2 separate regions of the Rattus norvegicus genome follow, and region 1 is linked to region 2. The links are chromatin contacts, called in public Hi-C maps. All regions are on one chromosome and are shown on one strand. Each heading gives the region's core, a stretch centred on a gene start, on an enhancer-like site or on the middle of the called end of the contact. The rest is flanking DNA. Distances are from core to core; before and after follow the strand shown.

The links. Hi-C and Micro-C count contacts between places; a contact is called where the count stands out from the background.
Region 1: a contact with region 2 is called in a Hi-C map of liver, with 2.5 times the contacts expected there. The contact joins two enhancer-like sites. A contact is called at or near these places in 3 of 12 Hi-C or Micro-C datasets (hepatocytes, kidney and liver).

What each region holds. Positions count from the first base shown.
Region 1 is chr18:4,122,196-4,127,778 of GRCr8, reverse strand. It overlaps Ttc39c (tetratricopeptide repeat domain 39C), which reads right to left. Exons shown (of 14, transcript NM_001415714.1): 5 at 1-273. Among named protein-coding and RNA genes, the nearest start is that of Cabyr, 42 kb to the left of the region's middle. Within about 2 kb of position 3,473, at least 3 of the 93 cell types and tissues checked have an H3K27ac peak or open chromatin away from gene starts, as enhancers often do. A contact at or near this core is called in liver, where this site is marked.
Region 2 is chr18:3,993,394-3,999,182 of GRCr8, reverse strand. Lama3 (laminin subunit alpha 3) reads right to left here. Exons shown (of 75, transcript NM_001393748.1): 61 at 5,489-5,608; 62 at 4,608-4,741; 63 at 1,643-1,760; 64 at 1,215-1,355. The region is part of intron 2 of LOC120098331 (a long non-coding RNA gene); the gene reads left to right. Among named protein-coding and RNA genes, the nearest start is that of Ttc39c, 84 kb to the left of the region's middle. Within about 2 kb of position 3,867, at least 2 of the 93 cell types and tissues checked have an H3K27ac peak or open chromatin away from gene starts, as enhancers often do. A contact at or near this core is called in liver, where this site is marked.

The DNA of each region.
Region 1 (5,583 bases), core at 2,224-4,723, 130 kb before region 2:
CCAGCAGGTTGATGATTTTGAGCAGGTTTGGGGGCACCATGGATATGCAAAGGTGAAAAAGGCCATATCCAAAGCTCACAGCACCTTTCAGTCTGCTTAGGGCCTCCTCAGTCACCCCTTCCGCCACAATGTGGTTATCATTCGCAGCATCAGAAGACAAGGGCTCTTCTGTCAGCGTCTTCTGATGCAGCTCCTGAAGGGCGTTGATGTCCACATAGCATTTATTGTAAATCTTCCAGGCCTTCCTAAGGATCCACCCACCTTTTATGTAGGCTGTGAAGAGAAGGGGAGAGAGGGATTCAAAACGCAGCAATAGCTTTGCATTCACACCACAGTACAGGACGGCTGGCAAGAAGCTGCAAAGAAGAAAAGAGCAGACAAGAGCGTGCAAACGTACTGCTATTGGCTATCGCTGAGCTTCACCTGCTCCTCGGAACCAACCACATGCTTCCTAGCTCCAGGCAGGGTCCTGAGCATGGCCACAGGTAAGAACTGTGCGGGGCTCTGCTACTGCTGATGGTGCAAACTCTTCAAGAGGGAGGGAGGGAGGGAGGGAAGAAATATATAGGGAAGGAAGAGAAAAGAGGAGAGAGAAGAGGGGAGGGGAGGGGAGGGAAGGCAGGGGAGGGGAGGAAGGGCTCCTGCCCTGAGCCTGAGGACCTGGGTCTGATCCCAGCGACCCACTTGGTGGGAAGGAGTGCTGAATCCTACATGCTCTCCTTTACATGCTCTCCTTTACATGCTCTCCTTTACATGCTCTCCTTTACATGCTCTCCTTTACATGCTCTCCTTTACATGCTCTCCTTTACATGCTCTCCTTTACATGCTCTCCTTTGATCCCACAGGCACTGGGCCATGCATTTCCCCACTCCTTGCATGAACCAAATGAATAAACGTAATGACAAACACAATATCCAAGGCCTGGCTAAATGTCACATTATGGAACTAATGCTTGCAACGCCTTGTTCCACTTAACAGCACTTATTGCAGGGATATGCTCTCTCACTCAGACGCAAATCCTGAGCTTAGGGGTGGAATCCTCTGCTTTATTTCCTCAGCATTCCCCCCACCCCATGTAACAAGTAAAATCCTTCCTCCTTCCTCCCTCCATCCTCATCTGGAAATTGAGAAAGGAACACACAGCTCTGTTTTACCTCGCATTTTCCTTATCAAAGGGAACAGAATCTTGATTTACGACGTGGAGACAGCAGGGAAGAGGGAACAGGTGTGTGACAAAGCCAGGGCAGAGGCAGAGTACAGTGGGAGACACTTCGAGCCATGGGTTCAAGTCCAGTCAAGAGAAAAGCCGACCAGCTACAGAAACTTGGGAGGGAGGGGACAGGCTCAGAAAGATGAATTGGAATGATCTAGATCAGCAAAGGAGCAGGAGAGAAGCAGGAGCAATGGCAGCCAATGAACATCTATCCGTTCCCATCCACACAGAACTCAGTCAACAAAGCAAAGGTTACGTGTGCACATAGCATGGCCTTCTGCCAGGTCCTCTGAACGATCAGCTATATAGCATTCAGCCACTGTGAAGTCTTTGGGCCAGAGGAGAAGACAGAAAGAGCAGGAAACCACAGAGCATTTGTCCTACCCTATGAGGGCCAAGCATCAATCAGCAGGGAAATAGGGAGGGGCCTCAGGATATCCCACCACACACAGGAGTGGGAATCCTGAGAAAACAAAAGCACCCATCTTTCATGGCGAGAGCATCTGCCTTAGGCCTCACCTAGTCATGTGTCCTAAGGAGGCCGGGAAGCCCCTCAATGAAGGGTCAGTCACAGTCACCCTCATCCTTCTTGAGACCCAGGTAACAGAGTTTGAAGAAAATATGGAAAAGTGTGTGCATATGCGCACATGTGCATGCATTTATGTGCATATCTAGTGTCTACATGGTTGTGTGGGGTGTGAGCAGGTATGCATTCATGAAGGCCAGGCGACACCCTTGGTATTGTTTCTCAGGACTGTTGTCTACCTCCTTGGAAAGAGTCTGGAGCTCACTGAGTAGATGAGACTGGGTGGCCAGTGGGCCTCAGAAGTCTACCCATTCTACCTTCCCATCACAGCTGGGAGGAAGGAACATTATCACAGCCTATCACAGCCCCCATGCCCAGATGCCCAGTGTTATATGAGGGTTCTGGGGGATAGAACTTCAGTCCTCAAGCTTGTACGGCAAGCACTTTACCCTGACTTATATTCCTGGCCCCACAATAGGCAACTTAGTTGTCACCAGCCAGCCCACCTCCCCCGGTGAATTCACACTCAGACAGGAGACTTCTAATAGACTCACTGTTCCACTGGCAACTTATTTCCTGAGTGGCATCCTCCTCCTCTGTTCCTCTCTTTCATTCACAGAATGCACGCTGACCCATGCTGGGCAGCGGCACCAATCATGCATCAGAGACAGACAGGAAATGGACCAATTTGCGGTTGTTGTTTTGTTTCATTTGTTTTGGTTTTGAGCAGCCTTGTGCTATGGCCCTGACCTAGCTTCTACCTGAGCCTCCAAAATGCTGGATTAGAGGCTAGCACAGAGCCCTGATCCCCATCTGCCTCATTCTTTATAACCACAGAGGGACAGGACCAGAGACCCTTGCCTGGCCTTCCCCTTGTGTCAGAACCTCCTGTGCCTGGTGTTACCTCTGTAACCCTGTCTGCTGGTCCCAGGCTTCCTGAGGACTCACCTACTCACCCCCATCCCTACCCCTACCCCAGTCACCATGAATTTCCTCAGGCTAAACCCCACCCTCCTTCATCTCTGGCCATCAGTACCTGTCATCCCAGAAGGCCAGACACCAAAGAAGAGCAGAACGCATGGGCAGGAGCACTATCAGTTCCTACCCAGTCTTATGTCTGACACGAAGGCAGCTTCAGAAATGAGCACGCAGATCGCGGGGTGGCAGCTGCTCACCTGGCCCCAAGAGGGTACCTACTGCTCACCCCCCAGGCCACCATGAGACCCACAAGGAAAGAGAAAGGCCTGGGGCATACCTGACTGGGCACGAGAGGAACCCAAAGGGGCTGAGGTGTTTCTAGACGGGGCAGTGTGAACTAGGGTACAAGCTTCCAAGCCTTTTCAAAGAACCTTGAGGAATGCCAGGAGGAGGCAGGTCTGACCTGCCACCCCTGACAGGGATTGGCTCTATCCTGGGGGTGACACAGGCCAGCTAAGTGTTTGAAGTGTACGTAGGTCAATGGGGCTAGTGACACTGGCCCCAGGGAGCATGTCAGGGAAGGTCTGAGAAACCTGTCCTGCGAGGCTACAAGGAGGTGGTGGCACAAGCAACCAGACTGAGCGACAGAGAAAATGTCACAGCAGAACTCAGTGACAAAGTAGGAAGATGTGGTTGCCTCCCTGGGAAGGAGAGAAAACCAGTTGAGCATTCGTAATGCTAAGAATACAGCAGTAGACATGGCTATGTGCTAACACCTCCCTGCGTCTGTTTGACCCTTCCCTTTTAATGAGTAATCTCCAGTCGTTATGAGGCAGGATCTCAGGGCTGGAGAGAAGCCCTGGTGACTAAGAATGAGTACTGCACTTTCAAAAGACAGCTCAGCACCAGCACCGGCACCGGCACCCGGCACCCGGCACCCGGCACCCAGCACCCGGCACCCGGTACCCCAGGCCTCACCGCACATCTAACTCCAGCCCTGGGGGACCTGGTACCCCTTCTGGTTCTGAGTGCACCTTCACTCAACATGTGCATAACCACACCCAGACACACAGAAATAAAAATAAAATAAAATTGGGTGGGGACGGGGAGGACAGAGAGAGGGGTACTCTTTTACTGCAGGGGTTGATCCTGAACTCCTGGGCTCACAGGGTGCTCCCGGTGAAGCCAGCCACCAAGTAGCTAGGATTTGTACATCAACACACATTTTCTTTTTACCTTTTTAAAAACTTTTTGAGACAGGCTCTCATTATCTGTAGCCCTAGTTGTCCTGGCATTAATCCAGATGGATCTGGACGTCACAGAGATCTGCCTGCCTCTGCCCCCAGAGTGCTGGAGTTAAAGGTGTGGCCATCATGCCTGACAAGAGGCATTTTCTTTTCTTTTCCTTCCTTCCCTCCCTCCCTCCCTCCCTCTCTCCCTCCTTCCCTCCCTTCCTTCATTCCTTCCTTCCTTAAATATTTACTTATTTGTTTTATGGATATGACTACACTGTAGCTGTCTTCAGACACACCAGAAGAGGGCACTGGATCCCATTACAGATGGTTGTGAGCCACCATGTGGTTGCTGGGAATTGAACTCAGGACCTGTGGTAGAGCAGTCAGCGCTCTTAACTGCTGAGCCATCTCTCCAGCTCAAGAAGCATTTTCTTAGTGGCTAACCTGAGTTCCTCACAAGAACTTGAGCATCAAAAAAAGAATGCCAAAACAACAGAAGATGAAGAACTCTCTCCTCCTGCCTGAAGTAGCCCCTCAGTATCATCATGCACAGTTTGATTGGCAGGCCTGGGGTGGGCGGGAACACTTCCTCTGTACTGCCTTACAGAAGAGCTTCATCTTGATCCCTCAACACATCAGAGCTGTCCTGTTAGGAACTGCTGAGGGGAGGAGACCAGAGGCTGGGGGTTGGGGGAGGGACTGGAGCAAACAGTGAAAACACATCATAAAAGATGAGTGTTTGCAAGTTCAAACGTTAGGCGTCAAAATAACAGTAAAATTTCCTTTCAACAGAAGCAGCATCAAAACAGAAATGGAAACAGAAGAAAGGAAGAAAAGGACTTCCGGTATATTTCACAGGAAAAATGTCCTTGTCATTTAGGGCTTGAGAGGAAATGTGTTTCTGAGTATGACTTTGTACATCCTGTCTAGCCAAGTGGCAGGTTCCTGCTGTCAGGATCCAAGAGACATCGCCAGATCAGAGACTGAGTCTCGCAGCCTGCTATGCAGACACATTTGAACTCATTTTAGCCAAAAATGAAAGAAGCAAAAGGCTGGAGAAAAGTTCTCTGGGCAGAACAATGACGCACAGGGTAAGTGCTTGTTAGACCAGTGACAGTGTAGTGCGCACCCCTCGTTAGACAGTGACAGTGTAGTGCGCAACCCTCATTAGACAGTGACAGTATAGTGCGCACCCCTCGTTAGACAGTGACAGTGTAGTGCACCCTTGGTCACTCTGACACCAGGCTCTCAAGCACAGTGCAGAGTCCCTTTTGATACAGTTGACACTGCAGGAGCTCAAAACAATTTCCCAAGAATCTGAAATCCAAAGCAGTTTGATTTCATTCTGAAGAATAGTATGTACAACCTGATGGGCACTAACAGCTCCTTCACATCAACAACATCAGCGATTTCTCTAAGAAAGACTGACTGTACAGCAGACTTCAGGACGAGACGACTCTGCTGTGCACACATTAAGCACCCAGGTTTCCATGTCGTAAGTAATAAATCAGCAATGACCCCCAAAAGCACTGCCACTGCGGGCTTAGTCTTCAAAGTCTAAGTAACAGAAAAAAGAAAAGAGGAACACTGATGTGCTCACGGACCAGCGAGTGTCACTACGAACTGTGTCCACTCACCACGGACCAGTGAGTGTCACTACAAACTGTGTCCACTCACCGCGGACCAGCGAG
Region 2 (5,789 bases), core at 2,618-5,117:
CACCAGGTCAAAGTATCCAACTTGGATAGATGATCTCTACTGGCTTATGGCACATGGCTCTTTAGGAATCATTTTAAAAATCTACAAAGACTGGTAAACAAGATAACAGATGGCAAGAGATTTTGCTCTGATCATAGCCATAGAGCTAGCCATTGCAATCTTTTAGATCTGATACCAAGTATCTGCTATGATTGGCAATGAAGCCTAAAGAAACAAATCAAAAGCACTTTTATTTAAAAGTTCCATTCTTCCTATCAGTGGATTTCTAAGCTGACTCATATCTTTGAGGCTGTAGAGGGCATCTTCTTGTGGAACAGAGTACCAGAGTGTCTCTGTCTCTGTCTCTATCTGTCTGTCTGTCTCTGTTTCTGTCTGTCTCTGTCTCTGTCTCTATCTGTCTTTCTCTCCCTCCCTCCTTCCCTCCCTCCCTCTGTATGATTCTCTTTTGTGCATGCCTGTAGGATGGGTGCACATGTATGTGGAGGAACAGGTTGACTTCGGGTGTCTTCCTGGACTGCTGTCTACCTTATATACACAGACACGACCTCACTGAACCTGGAGCTTGCTATTTTGACAGGTTCTATCTCAGGAGGCTAAGCCCCAGATTGCTAGGGGGATGCCCTGTCTGCTTCCCCTGACCTGAGATTATAGGGAGGCTGCCATGCTCACTGGCTTTCACATGGGCACAGGGGATCCAAACACCAACTCTGATTTACACAGTGAGCACTTGACTTGTCAAGCCTACCTCCCAGTGCAAGAGAGAATGTCTGAGGGTCTACTGCATGTGAAGAGAGAGCACAAGACCCTGTTTACTCTAATTCTCCCAGGATAAATATTATCTCTGCAGTAACTGCTACAGTAAAGGAATCTGAAGAACCTTCTCTGGAAGATGTAATCAAAAAGAAATAGTAAGGAGAAATCTTAATCTTTTCCTAACCACATTATCACCTATAGCTGTTATAATTCGTGTTAACACGTGTCTGTAAAGAATGGAAAGGGTTGCTCAATGCACACAAACCGAACTCTACAGATTATGTGCCATCTAGCCAGATTTCTCTCAGGATCTCCTCAGGTGGAGAATTGCTCGTGCCAGAACTGTGATGGCAGATAAAATGCCCAACTCCTCATCCTTCAAAATCTCTCTGCTGCTTTTGGCAGAAAGTGTGGAGCCAGGCTTTTGTCTTGCCGTGAGCACACTGCACACCATGCCTTACCCGCGTCTGATGATTGAGTAGTGTGCCACTGGGTTGAAAGGTCTGAAACCCAAAGGAGAGCTGGAAGCGGTCAGTCGAGGGCACGTCCAAGTTTGTAAAGCTCATCTGCCCTCCTCTGGAGAACGAGGCGGTTCGCACAAGCTGAAAGGCAAGCATGGAAGTGACTGGCACTATACTCACTTCCTGGATGCCCAGGAATGCCTGGATGAACTCTCGAACTACACCCCTTCCCTGGAAATGACGGCCACCATTAGTGCCGCTCAGACCGACCCCCTCTGTGCTCGGCCACACAATCAGTAACTGAGCATCTGTAAGGTTTTGTGTGTAGAGCTGGTAATCTTTACACATTCAGTGCATGAAGCCAGCTCTGCACAGTACCATGAGCCCTCTGGGATGTAGTCTGTCACACGGTTCTGAATCCTGCTTACCTTCCAGTCTTCTGAGCACTTCTTGGTTACACCCACAGTATCATTCAACCTGACAACCCCACTGGTTTTCTTCAGATTCTTCATGCAGCCTTGGAAAGCAGGCGTTGAGATGTTAAACCTGAGGATAGGAAGTGGAAGGGAGACCTGTGAGGCTGGGCTCCCCTGAGCTACTGGCTTGCTGGCACCTCGCAGAGGATAGAGAGTCTAATGAATAGGCTGAAAACTGCAGGTGCTGTAGAAACAAATTCTCAGAGATTTGAGAGCCAGGGATGTGCTGAAAACCTTTAGGCCCTATTTTTTTATTCACCGTGTGAACTCAGAAGAAACGGTTAGTTTTTAGTTTTATTAAATTCTGAAAAACAGGGCTGATTTAATCCTTAGGTTTGAGTCCATCTGCTACCTGCCAACCACGCTACATGAGCAAGCCATCGTTGTGAGGAAAGAGCTGGGGAGGATGTTGGATGCAGGCATGAACACACAGGCGTGTCAAGAGTTTCAGGAGTGGGTGAGGGCTGTGGGCTCTGCAGCTAGGCTGTCTGGGTTCAAGTTCTGCGCCTGCCTCAGTAAGCAACTTTACCTCTCTGTATAAATGCAGACCTGCGCTTCTGCACCATGCGTGGGCCGTGTGACTAACTTGGTATATGTAACACACTCAAGTGGCGCTTAGGGAACCCTGAGGGCTCGCTGCACTCAGCAGTGCTGTCTATACACACTGGCTGGCTACGCCAGCCCTTGCTCTGCATGTGCTACCCGTACCTAGTACTCTGTTACCATCATCCCAGCCATCTCGTCTGGCTGTGTGGTGCATGCATGTACGTGTGTGTACATGTTCTCATGGGTACGGTTTTGTACGCATGTGCTCTTGTGGGCGGAGGTTAACAATGGATGTCTTCTTCCTGTATTGCTCTCCACCTCATTTTTGAGATCAGGTCTCTCACTGAAACTGAGGCTCAATAACTCAGCTAGACTGGCTAGCCAGGAAATCTGAGGGACGCTCTTGTCTCCGACATCTACCACTGGGACTATAGGCACAATACTACCATTCCTAGCTTTACTTATTTTTAATTTTTTAAAAATTGTATTTATTGTATGAGTTCTCTGCTGCACATACATCTGCAGGCCAGAAGGGGGCATCAGACTCCCTTACAGGTGGTTGTGAGCCTCTGTGTTAATATGGGTGCTAGAGTACTGAACTCGGGTTCTCACGCTTGTTCAGGGAGCACTTCATGGACAGCTCCATTTGGCCAGCCCTCGCATGATTTCTATACAGATCTCCCTATGTGGTGCCCTGGCATGCCTCTTTGACTTCGCTTCCTAATCTGTGTGGCGCTGGATTCATGTAAAGCATTAACTGACTGAGGCAAATATTAATGTTTCTTAATCAAATGATGTACTAAGAAAATCCAATCCTGATTTCATCATAAATCCCTAAGGTCGCTTCATTTATCTAAATGGAAAGGTGTCTGCCTTTAGTCTAATTCATTATAAACAGCAGAACTACAAGGAACATGCATAAAATTAAATTTCATTAAAAGGAAAAGCACAGCCTTCTTGGCACTGTGACTTAATTACTTTATAAAAACATCTTGCACCTTGGGAGAGGAGGAAAGTTCCTTTCAAATTCTGGGGCTGGCATTTTTATGGATATGTTCACGCTCACTGTGTTAGGTCAGCTGAGGGTCTAGACGTCCACATTCTCTCTAGGACTCACGATCGGAACTCACTTGCTAGAGGAACCTAATTATGTCGGGGCAGGTACTCCTAAGTCAATGACCTCCTGTGTGGGAGATGCTCATACCCTGGGCCCACCTTCCCACAAAAGCTTATCCAGTTCCCTGGCTGGAGTCCGCAGAGATGAGAGAGAGAGAGTGATGCTAAATTGAGCATCTATCAGACCCCAGGCTGACTGTCACTGTCCCAGGAGATGTCCTGCTTGGTGTCAGCCCCCTGGCCTTATCAGTAAGGACTTGTAGATTGGATTAGCAGATGTGTGACCCCTGATTATAATCTCAAGTCATTCAAAGATCTGGGTCCTCGTTCCCAGAAGGCTGACTCCACAGAGGAAAGCTGCTCAACGCAGCCATGGCACCACCGTGTCTCAGTCCCAAATCTCCTCAGGGCCCTTCCACTAAGTTGGGTTCCTTGGGAAGAGCTGTGTGGCTGTCCCTGCAGAGGCCTGTTGAGATCCTCTAAGCCACACCGTCCCAGTGATCCACATCAGGGACCGTTGCAGGGGCTCACTGAATGACCAAATGCCTTACCAGTCAGCCAAGACAGGCCAAGCCCAGATAAGCATTGCTTAGCATTTCATTTCTGAAGAAACCAAAGGTCAGGTAAATATTTTCACAGCTTCTGTCCCCTTGGCTTATTTCTCTACTCTTGTGATTTGAATTAAAACAAGGGAAAACAAATAAACTTACCTAGAAAGGGGGGGAGTAGCCTCTTGTTTGGAAGCTAACTCTCACACAGACAACCCATTCTCTCCCCCTCCCTCCCTCCCTCCCTCCCTCCCTCCCTTCTTCCCCCCTTTTCCCCCACTCCCCCTTCACTCTGCATGGATGTTCTTATTCTGCATGTGTCCCTGGGCTTCTTTAATGGGTAAAGCAACAGCCTAAATTCTGTTTTCCTGACCCTTATCAACCCAGCTGGATTCTTTGTGGTTTCTGTCCTTCTAAGAGTGACAAGAATGGATAGTGAGGTGCCACACATTTTGTCCGACTTCCCACATTTTGGACAGCCAGTCCCATTATTCAATTTTTACAATCTATTTTTCTTTCATGACTATATTGTTAGTGTTGCAAAGTTTACTGTTTGAGCTAATATCAAACAAGGGAGCCTAGACTTGTTGGTAGCAAGCCCTGCCGGCATAAGAGGTGTTCTACATTAATAAAAATGCAGCACAGCAGGTTGGCAGGATGGCTCATTGGCTCCCCTCCCCAATAGAAACCTCACAACGTCACCTCACCTTTCTCTGATTGCAATTGGAATTCCACCCAAATAATATGTGCTGAAATCAAATATTTCCCCTTCGATTCGTACACTGCGTTCGTTCACATTTATCCACATGCGTTTTTGTAGTTTTCCAATTGTGATTAAGATCTGAAACGAATGGGAACAAATCAGCCAGCAAGGAAACACAAACCTATTTGTAGTGTCTCAGAGTAACTGCGGCTTCCTTTTCCTGTGGACTTGTTTACACACATGGGCAGATGACTGCCCAGTAGCAGTGTGTGGTAAAAGTTTGATACTAAAACATCTGTGTGTGTCTACATGTCTGTGTTTCTCCACGTCCATCCATGTGTGTGCACGTGTGTACAGAGCCCAGAAAACACCCGTAGGTACTGCTTTTTGGCCATCGTTGACCTCTGATTTGAGATGAGGTATTTTGCTGGCTGACACTGCTGGCCCATGAACACCAGGGATCTACCTGACTTTGTATCATATAAGGGACAACAGGTCTACCTCACCTAGCTTGTCTACTTAGCTTCTGAGAAGCTCTGAGCACAATCTGAGTCATCTCCCCAAGTTACTAAAACAGTGGTTCTCAACTGTGCTCGCTACCCTCTGGGACCACGGTAGCATTAAGAACATCATAGTAGAAATGGCCTCACTGTAATAGAAATGTTCTCATTTGAAATCTATCGTGGTTTACATAATTTACACATGCTCTATCTTTATTAAATTTCATGGCTAGATGTTCAGAACTGTAAAGGGCACACCCACAGTCAATAACTCATCTTGTAATAGAGTTTGTGTATCATTTTGCCTATTTTTGATGGGGGGGGGGACTAATTTCATTTTAAAGGTTCACTGACTTCTAAAAATTCAAATAAACAGACTCCATACCGAATGATCTTTCCCATCGTTGATGGTGTCTCGAATTCCCTTCTCTTTGGGTGGCTCTGAATTTAGTTTGTATCTCACCATGAGATTGCCATCTTCTATGTTCAGAGATATGAAGTTATCCTGGAGTACGGAAAAAGGTAGATTACTAGAAGGCCTGGCTGAAAAGAGGAACGCTCTGATGCCCAGTGACTCTTGATGCCCTTGGTGTCAGTAGCTTCAGGTGCCTCCTGAGCTAACAGGGAGATAAGCACTGTGAGACCTCACACCCACGAGGCAGACGATGGCTGACTTCTATTAGCAG